2 separate regions of the Ovis aries genome follow, and region 2 is linked to region 1. A link is a contact called in public Hi-C data. All regions are on one chromosome and are shown on one strand. The core of a region is the stretch at or near the end of the contact, and the rest is flanking DNA. Distances in the headings are between cores, read along the strand shown.

Region 1 (4,142 bases), core at 798-3,297:
CGCTTCACGGGCCAACAGCTTGGAGAGACCACCAGGTTCCCCTCTCACGAAGGGCCCCTGCCTGCCTTAGTGGGAGAGCAAGGCTCAGGGCGGCCAGGATCACACAGGACACACTCGGAGACTTCCCTGTGAGGCTTCCAGGAAACGCCTCTCCGGAGCGTGGGGGGGCAGACAGCACAGGGACAGGCCCTGCCCATCCCCAGGCCACACCCCACAGCCCATCAGCCACGGCAGCCCAGCGGAGAGAAGGGCAGAGGAGGGGAGGCACCCATGTAGACAGCCCAGGGCGGGGTGAGAGGGGGGAACCCGCCTCCCCAGGCCCCAGAACCAAACTGGCACACCCTGCCTCCATGAGTCCAGCAATGCCCAGGCTGCAGGTCAAGACCCCTGCCCGTGGGCACAGTGCTGCAGAAGCAGTGACACCAAGGCCGAGGCAGAGGGACGTCAGGAAGGCCAGGCCCCCGACCTGGACCAGGCAGGGAGTCTTCAGAGGGGCGGCGGTAGAAAGGAGGGGCAGGCTTACAGTCCCTGATCCCAGGGGTCCCAGCTAACTGTTGTGAGACTGTGGTTTCATCCTAGCAGGGAACAAGGGCAAACACCTGGGACACTTTCACCCAGCCGAACTGTGTGTCCCCCACATGGGCCTGGGACACACGGGCAGAGTCAGGGCAACAGCTGCCCAGAAGGGAAGGGCACCGCGGCCTCTCCTGGTGTTGGGATCTCTGCCCTGGGTGTGTCCAGTCTGGAAGTGGGGTGGGGGCTGCACCATCTAATGCTCTCGTCAGCCCCCTCCCCACTTACTGCTGGGGAAACTGAGGCAAGGGAGGGCTCAAGGCCTTCCTGCCCAAGGTCACCAAGCAGATGTCATGCAGACAAGACCCCAAACTTCTCTCTCAACTGCTGCACAGCCCAGCTCACCACGCCAGGCCCAGGCCTGAGACAAGCCCTAAGGCCAGGCTGCGATGGAGGCTGGGGCCCAGGCACCTCCATTTTTGTGTGGGGTGGTGATGCACAGAACTAGGAAGGCAAGAAAGGAACCCGGCACTGCAAAAGGTGTGCCCAAACCAAATCCTCCCCGCCTCCGGAAATGTAGAGCTGGCAACACCCCCAGGGTGGGCTCGGCTTCCAGCGGGTAAGCCTCAGGTCCAGGGCCCAGGCCTGGGCGCTGCTCCCCGCACGGACAGGTGCCCCAGCCCACTTGGTGGTAAGCCTGCCCAGGGGTGCAGGGCCTGCCCGGGGCAGGGGGCGCCCCAGATTGAGGAATGCTGCCCTACGCCTCACCTCCCCGGGAGGCTGGGCCCCAGCAAAGCCCCACCAGCTAAAAGTCCGGAACAAAGGGAAAGGAGACGGGGCAAATGGAGGGGTGCGGGGAGGGCAACTTTTTGGCGGGGTCATTTCCAGGGGCATACGGGCCGGGGTCGCCCCCCACCTCTCCTGTGTCCCCCAGGAGTGAGTTCCTAAGACGACATTCACCGCGCCCACCCGCGCCCCAGCCTGGACCCGGCGGCCTGTGCCCCATCGACCACCCTCCCATCTCAGGCTCCGCGCCCACGGGACGTCCTCCTCTCCCCGGCCGGCCGGGCATGACGCGGACCGGGAGACGCCGGAGCCCGCGCGCGCGGGAGGGGGGTGGCCGTGACACGCGCCCAGGCCGCGCGGGACCCGGGGGCGTGTATGCGGGGCGCGCCCGCGCGGGTCCCGGCTCGGAGGGCCGCTGGCTGCGGGCGCTGGCAGGGCACTGCCGGGCTTCGGGCCGGCGAGTCCCCGAGAGGGTCTGCGTGTCCGGCGAGTGGGCGTCCGCCGCGCGCGCCGCTTACCCTGCGCGGAGATCGGGGCCACCTCTCATCCACCCGCCGCCTCGGCGCGCCCCTCGCCAGCCGCCCGGCCGCGCTGCACCTGCCGCCCGCGCGGGAGCCGAGCGGCGCCGGGGAGCCCGGAGGAGGCGGCGGCCCCGCGGGTCCGGGCCACTAGCGCGGAGGCGGCGGCGGCAGCGGCGGCGGCGGCGGCGGCGCCAGGTCGCGCGCTCGCGTCCCGCTGCGCGGAGTCTGCGCGCCCCCGGCCCGGCCTGCGCAGCCGCCGCCCGCCCTAATCCCCGCCCCACGTCGGCACGCCCCGCCCCGCCCCGCGTCGCCCCGCCCCAAGACCTGAGCCGGCTCGCCCCGCCCCGCGCCGCCGCGCCACGCCCCGCGCCTCACCTTAAAGGAGCCGCTCCCCCTTGCACGGCCTTGGCTCTCCCCTCGCGCCCCGGCTCGGCGGTCCCGCGGGGGCGCGCCTGCCCTGGCGGGTCCGCTCGCGAGAACGAGCGCGGTCACGCGGTGCCGCCTTTGTTTGGGTGGCGCACGTGCGCCCCCGCCACCTGCACCCACGCGGACGCGCGGCGGCCCTTCCGTGCGGCCTTCCACCGCCTGCGCCCAGGACGCCGCGGCCCCGCGAGTCTATAGGGCGGACTTCACGGGCACAGCCATGCACGGGCACAGCCATGCACGGGCACGCGTGCCGCTGCCCCTTCATCCGCTGTCCGCCGGCCACGCATCCCAGGGGCGGCCGCAGTGGGACCGCCTGTGGTTCCGACCTGGGTCCAAGACGGCCACCTTTCCGTGGCGACCGCATCCCAAAGGAAACCGCCTTTACCTTGACGCCACAGTGTCCACGAGGGAAGGGAAACTAAAGCCTGCAGGGGAGGGTCGGTGCGGGGCGTGCATCCCCTCTAGGCTGGCATACCTAGCAAGGGCTGAGCCCCACGCCAAGGGGACTCCCTGTCCTCAGGATCTGGACTGCTTTCTTTAAGTCGCACCTTTGTCATTGAAGGAATACCCTCCACCAGCCCTCCACTCTCCTGAAAGCTAGGCCTGCCTGACTCTTTGCGACCTGACCCCATGGACTGTAACCCGACAGGCTCCTCTGTCCATGGATTCCCCAGGCAAGAGTACTGGGGTGGGTTGCCATTTCCTTCTCCAGGGGATCTTCCCGGTGCAGGGATTGAAGCCAGGTCTTCTGCATTTTAGGCAGATTCTTGACCCTCTGAGCCACCAGGGAAGCCCCCTGACCAAAGAGAACCCTGCCCATCCCTAGCCTCCAGAATCTAAGGCTGGCTAGCTCACAGATAGAGGGGACTACACTTCCAAAACCACAAGTCTTCATCCTGGGTTGGGGGGGCCCCACAATTAACTCCTCACCCAAGCCTGACCTGGGAGATGCTGCTGGGACTTGGAGTGGGAGGAGCCGAAAGACCCTGGGCCCCAGGCCTGTTGCCCCTCTCAGCCACCGCTCCTCCCCTGGGCCCTCTGGGCTCTACCTTAATGATCCCATCAGCTTCATGTGTCTTGAGCCCAGCTCCCCTGCTCCACCCCAAACCCAGTGACAGCGGGAGTCCTCCAGGCACCTCTGAGAGAATCCACAGCTAACCCCGCACCACACCAATACCCTAACGCACCTCCCCGCCTCCAATGCAGTCCTCAAGGCTCCCAACTCAAGTGCTCCGGAAGCATTCCCTGAGGCAAGTGTCAACCGAAAAAAATTTGCACAGCCTAAAAGTAGAGAATTATGTTTTATTTGGCAGACTCACTGAGCCTAGGAAGGCAGCCTTTCAGATACCTCTGAGGGACTTGTTCCAAAGAGGTCAGGAGAGGAGCCTTGGGCTTCCCTGGTGGCTCAGCAGGAAAGAATCCACCTGCAATGTGGGAGGTGCTGGTTCAATCCCTGAGTCGGGATGATTAGCTGGAGAAGCAAATGGCAACCAACTCCAGTATTCTTGCCTCAGAAATCCCATGGATAGAGGATCCTGGAGGGCTACAGTCCATGGGGTTGCAAAGAGTCAGACTCAACTTAGAGACTCAACAACAACAGGATATACACCAGTTTTGGCTTGGGGGATAGATAGAGAAAAAGTAGTTGAACAACAAAAGATTACTGATAATCACAAATCAGACATCTCAAACTAATGATTTCAGTGCTTTTTCTTCATGGATCACAGCCTTGTCAAGGCAAAGGGGCTTGTGTAACTCAAAGAAGCTCTATGATCCAGGCCGTGTAGACAAACAGGTCACGGTGCAGAGTTCTGACTAAACGTGGTTACCTGGAGGAGGGAATAGTAAACCACTCCAGGATTCTTGCCTTGAGAACCCCACGAACAGTATGAAAAG
Region 2 (4,142 bases), core at 1,181-3,680, 39 kb before region 1:
AAGGTGACATTGTCACAGGCGATGAGGACCTGGGCACCGGGACTCTGCCCACCAGACGCCACACAGACACAGCTCTCGTGGGCCAAGGAGGCCGAGCAGGGCCTGGGAGGGCAGGCTGATCCCTCTCTTTCCATCTGGCCCAGAGAGGGTCTTTCCCCTCCCAGGAATCTGGCGATTTCAGAAGGTTCGGGGCTTCTGAGTCAAGTTCCAGGCGGGATCCTGGCTCCCCTGGTCTCCAGCAGACGTCCTTCCCGTCCCCCGGCCGGCCCTGGCCACCTGCCAGGTCAGCAGATGGCACCAGGCCTTGGAGAGGCGAGCAGAGGCCAAAAAGCAAAGAAGAGCCCTCCTCCGGCAGGTCATGGCCTCTGGGGGTGCAGGGGCCCCTGCCAGCCCCCTCCTCCCACCTCTGGGTGTGTGTCCCCATCACCCAGAAACAGGATTTGCCAAACACCCCACTGATGGTGCTTCCACGGACTTGGCCAAACTGTCACAGTGAGAAGCAGGCACGCAGAAGGCATCCCAGAGTCGGCCTGCCACGAGCCTGGGGCTTGCACAAGTGTGTCCCGTTGGAGGCCCGCCCGTGGGCGGCTCTCGTGAGCCTCTCGGCACCTCTGCAGCCACGCAGGTGGGCCAAGACAGGGACCTTCACACCTGCTGGCGACTCAGTCACAGGTGTAGGGGGGTCCCTTGGAGTAGGAGCCACGGGCAGGCAGGTGGGAAGGCCACTGCACCAGCCGTCACGGGGCTTGCCTGGGTCACGGGACATGGCTCCCAGCCTGACGCTGCTCTCCTCTCCAAGGCCTGGTGCTGTCTGCTGACCTGGCAGGTGGCCAGGGCGAGCCAGGGGACAGGAAGGACGTCTGCTGGAGGCCAGGGGAGCCAGGATCCCGCCCGGGACATGACTCAGAAGCCCCGAACCTTCTAAGATCGCAGGGCACGCCCGGGGGAGAGGTTGGCCCTGTAATTTCCACACTGCGCCCCCACCCAGCAGGACAGGTGAGCAAAGCCGGCTTCCAGGTGCAAGGCTCTGAAGGGGAACCAGGCCCGGCTCCCAGGGGCACACGCCCCGCCCACCTCCCACGAGAACAGAGAGAATGTAACGGGAGGAGGTGGGGGGGGAGCAGTGTGAGCCCAGAGGGACCCTCAGACGCACAGGTTGCCGTCTTGACTTCCAAAAGTGTGGTTTCTGCAGCCAAAATGCCTCCTTGGTGCAGCCCGGGGGACACACAAGCCAGACTCCGCTCCAACAGGAGCCTTCGGGGCGCCCACCAGGGCACCTGACAAGCCAGCACTTTGAAAGGGCCGCGGCAGAACGAGCCCCAGACGTGGCTCCCGGAACACCGGACCACCGCTCCCATGCTGGGCGCTTCCTGCTGCACCCACCCACCAGGACCCAGGCAGCCCGCCCACGCGGTCCAGCCTCCCCTCTCCCTGGGGTGTGCAGGGACAGCACCCCCCACGGCGCGTCCCGGGGGAGACTGCGGGCGGGGGGCACCTGCGTTCACACCCGCCCACGCCCAGCCCACTCCCCGCCCCCGGTGAAGACACGGCAAGAAAGGAACACGGCTCCAAGGCTATTTTTAAACCTGTAAAAGTAGAACTCTCGAGTGAGAGTTCTCTTGGCACACAATTCAACAGGCCCAGCCACCGCCAAAAATAAAAAATCCAGTGATAATCCTTAAATAAATCTGCTTCCCACCGGCCAGGTGTGCAAACGCAGGGACCACCCGCTGCGCAGCTTCTGGGCTGTGGTCAGGTGGCAGGCTGCCCGCCTGGAAGCCCACTCAGGGGTCCCAGGCTCTGCCCTTCACATCCCTCCTCAGCACTCCTCAAGTTCTCCCAGCCTCCAGCCTCCCAGCCTGGTCCCCTGCTCCCCCAGGCAGGCCCACCCACGCCCCCAGCCCAACGGTGGCAGAGCCACGCCTTCCCAAAGCGCCAGGAATGGGGTCTCGAGCCAGGAGCGCGCTGTGGTAACCCCCCGTGGCTTCCTGCACCCTCTCCCCTCGGGGAAGCCAGCTCATCACAGGCAAGGCCCTGCTCTCCCGGGGAACTTCCGTCTGCATCTTCCCCAGCGTTCACTGGCTGCTGGACACAGAGGCACCGTTCACGAAGCGTCGGCATCACGCCGACAGCCAGCAGGCGGCGTGGCTCTACGCTCTGACACGCCCACGAGTCAGGCTGCACACCACTGCCTCTCAGACACATTTTAAGAAACCGACGGGGGCTTGGGGTGAAGGAGCAGAGCGTGAACATGTTTCTCGTGTAAAATAAGCTGGAACAGGATCCCAGGCAGTGCTTCCACCCTCAGCAGCCAATTTTCAGGAACCAGGGACCGCCTTTCTGCAAGAGGTGGCAGGCTGACCTGGCAGTCCCAGTCCAGGCTCCGGGGCTCTGAGTGCGGCCAGCACCGACCCAGGGGACGTGTGCACCCAGCCCCCACCCTGCTCCTCCTGCCAGCTGAGCAAGCCCTCAGGACATGGACGGGGGAGGTGCCCAGCCAGGCACAGGGCCAGCTTGCCTCTGTCCAGCGGGGAGGCAGGACCGGACATTCGCAGGGAGTAAGCAAGAAACAGGCTCTCAGTTCAGAGCCCGCCCTGTGGGTCAGACACCGGCACTGCAGGGCCCGTTTCGTTCGTTCCCAGGCCCCTGCGACACGCTCAGGCAGTTTCATCCCGTCTTCGTCTGCTGGTTATCTGATCTGTGTGCTCCCTTCCCGCCTGTCTGGGTCACCCATCTGCTGTCTTCCTGAAAGGGCAGAAGCCACTCGATAAATACATCGCCACCAAGCAGAACTGTCGGACCCGGCCTCTGCTACGGACAGTGTGCCCTCTCAGCTCAACGTCGCAGAACAGGAGGAGCAGGGTTGGGTCTTTTTGTTTGTTGTTCGTTTAGAGACAGAACCCTAGACAGACATCTGCAGGGCGGGTCCAGACGTATCCAACCAACGCCATACCTGACCCCGACGCCGGGCGGCTGTGGGCGGCTGCCCCCTCCCCGGCAGACACCGGGCAGGCCCGAGCCCTGATGCTTTCAATGGTGAGAAAGGGCTTCGTCGGCCTGAATCACCCAGACTGGCGCCCAGAAACTTCCTTCCTTCCAGCCTTGGTATCCAGAGGGGGGCCTCTGCAGGCCGCGGGAGGCTGATAACCGCCCTCCTGCCCGCCTCCCCGGCCACCTTCTCCTAGAAGCCCTCCCACAGGGTCAGAGCCAGCCACACGGACCCACTGCTTGTCGGGGCAGGAAGGGGAGCTCCCGGGAGCATCACGGCTCAGGGGCAAAGGGCCCCCCACTGCCAGATCCTCCCTCCCTAGGAACGACCACAGTGGTGCCCCGAGGGCTGAGCCGCACACCCCTGGGACCACCCTGCAGCCCATCTAGGTAGGAGCCCACAGCCCTCACATCCACCCAGGAAGAAGGAACAGCTCGGCAATATGGAACCCACAGCAGGCTCAGGGACCCCGGGGCTTAGCCTGGCAACCCTGAGGTCCCAGAAGCAGTTCCCTCCAAGCTCCAAAATCCGTGCAGGTCACTCTGGGAGGCGCGCCTGCCTGTGCAGCTGACGATGGAGGAGCACCTCCCTTCCCAGAGCCCATACCCAGCAGGCGGTCGATAAACACACGCCCCTGCTCAGAAACCACGCAGCGTCTGCGTGTGTCCGTGCCCAAGCAACAGCAACAACTGAAATGCATTTCGGCCGAAATGAAAATGGATGGTGGCTTTTCATTTATTCATGTGCTTCTTTAACAAATTTAGCCTCCTGCCGCCGGGCCTGAGCCAGGGTGCGCCGCGCTCTCCCATTCTTCATCCCTCCGCCATCTCCTCCCAGGAACACTTGTCCTCTTCAATATTTAATAACTGAAGAAAGCCGCTGTAAACCTGGGCTATTTCCTCCTCTCCGAGAAGAGTAAGTCTGCTTTTGGAGAGAAAGAACTACAGATAATTGAATGGAACTTTAACACAGACCACTCAGGCGCTTTACAGATGGCAGGGGGCCAGGCTCTGGATGGTGGAACGCCCACAGCCACCCGCCCACGCGGGGCTGAGCCAGGAGCCAGAAGCCTGGGGCCACCTCCGGGCAAAGCTCCCCGCCACCACCACCCCTGCAGACCCGGGAGGGGCGGCCCGCCCAGCACACAGATGCA

The links. A called contact is a pair of places that touch in the nucleus more often than the background predicts.
Region 2: a contact with region 1 is called in a Hi-C map of tail adipose tissue, with 2.0 times the contacts expected there. The contact joins the enhancer-like site here to the promoter of GRAMD4 in region 1. A contact is called at or near these places in 5 of 16 Hi-C or Micro-C datasets (blood, hypothalamus, liver and 2 more).

The regions. Positions count from the first base shown.
Region 1 is chr3:222,734,368-222,738,509 of ARS-UI_Ramb_v3.0, reverse strand. It overlaps GRAMD4 (GRAM domain containing 4), which reads right to left and starts at 2,047. Exons shown (of 19, transcript XM_027968220.2): 1 at 1,818-2,047. The coding sequence starts at 1,846.
Region 2 is chr3:222,774,214-222,778,355 of ARS-UI_Ramb_v3.0, reverse strand. The region is part of intron 3 of GRAMD4 (GRAM domain containing 4); the gene reads right to left. Among named protein-coding and RNA genes, the nearest start is that of GRAMD4, 40 kb to the right of the region's middle. Within about 2 kb of position 2,430, at least 17 of the 54 cell types and tissues checked have an H3K27ac peak or open chromatin away from gene starts, as enhancers often do. A contact at or near this core is called in hypothalamus, liver and tail adipose tissue, where this site is marked.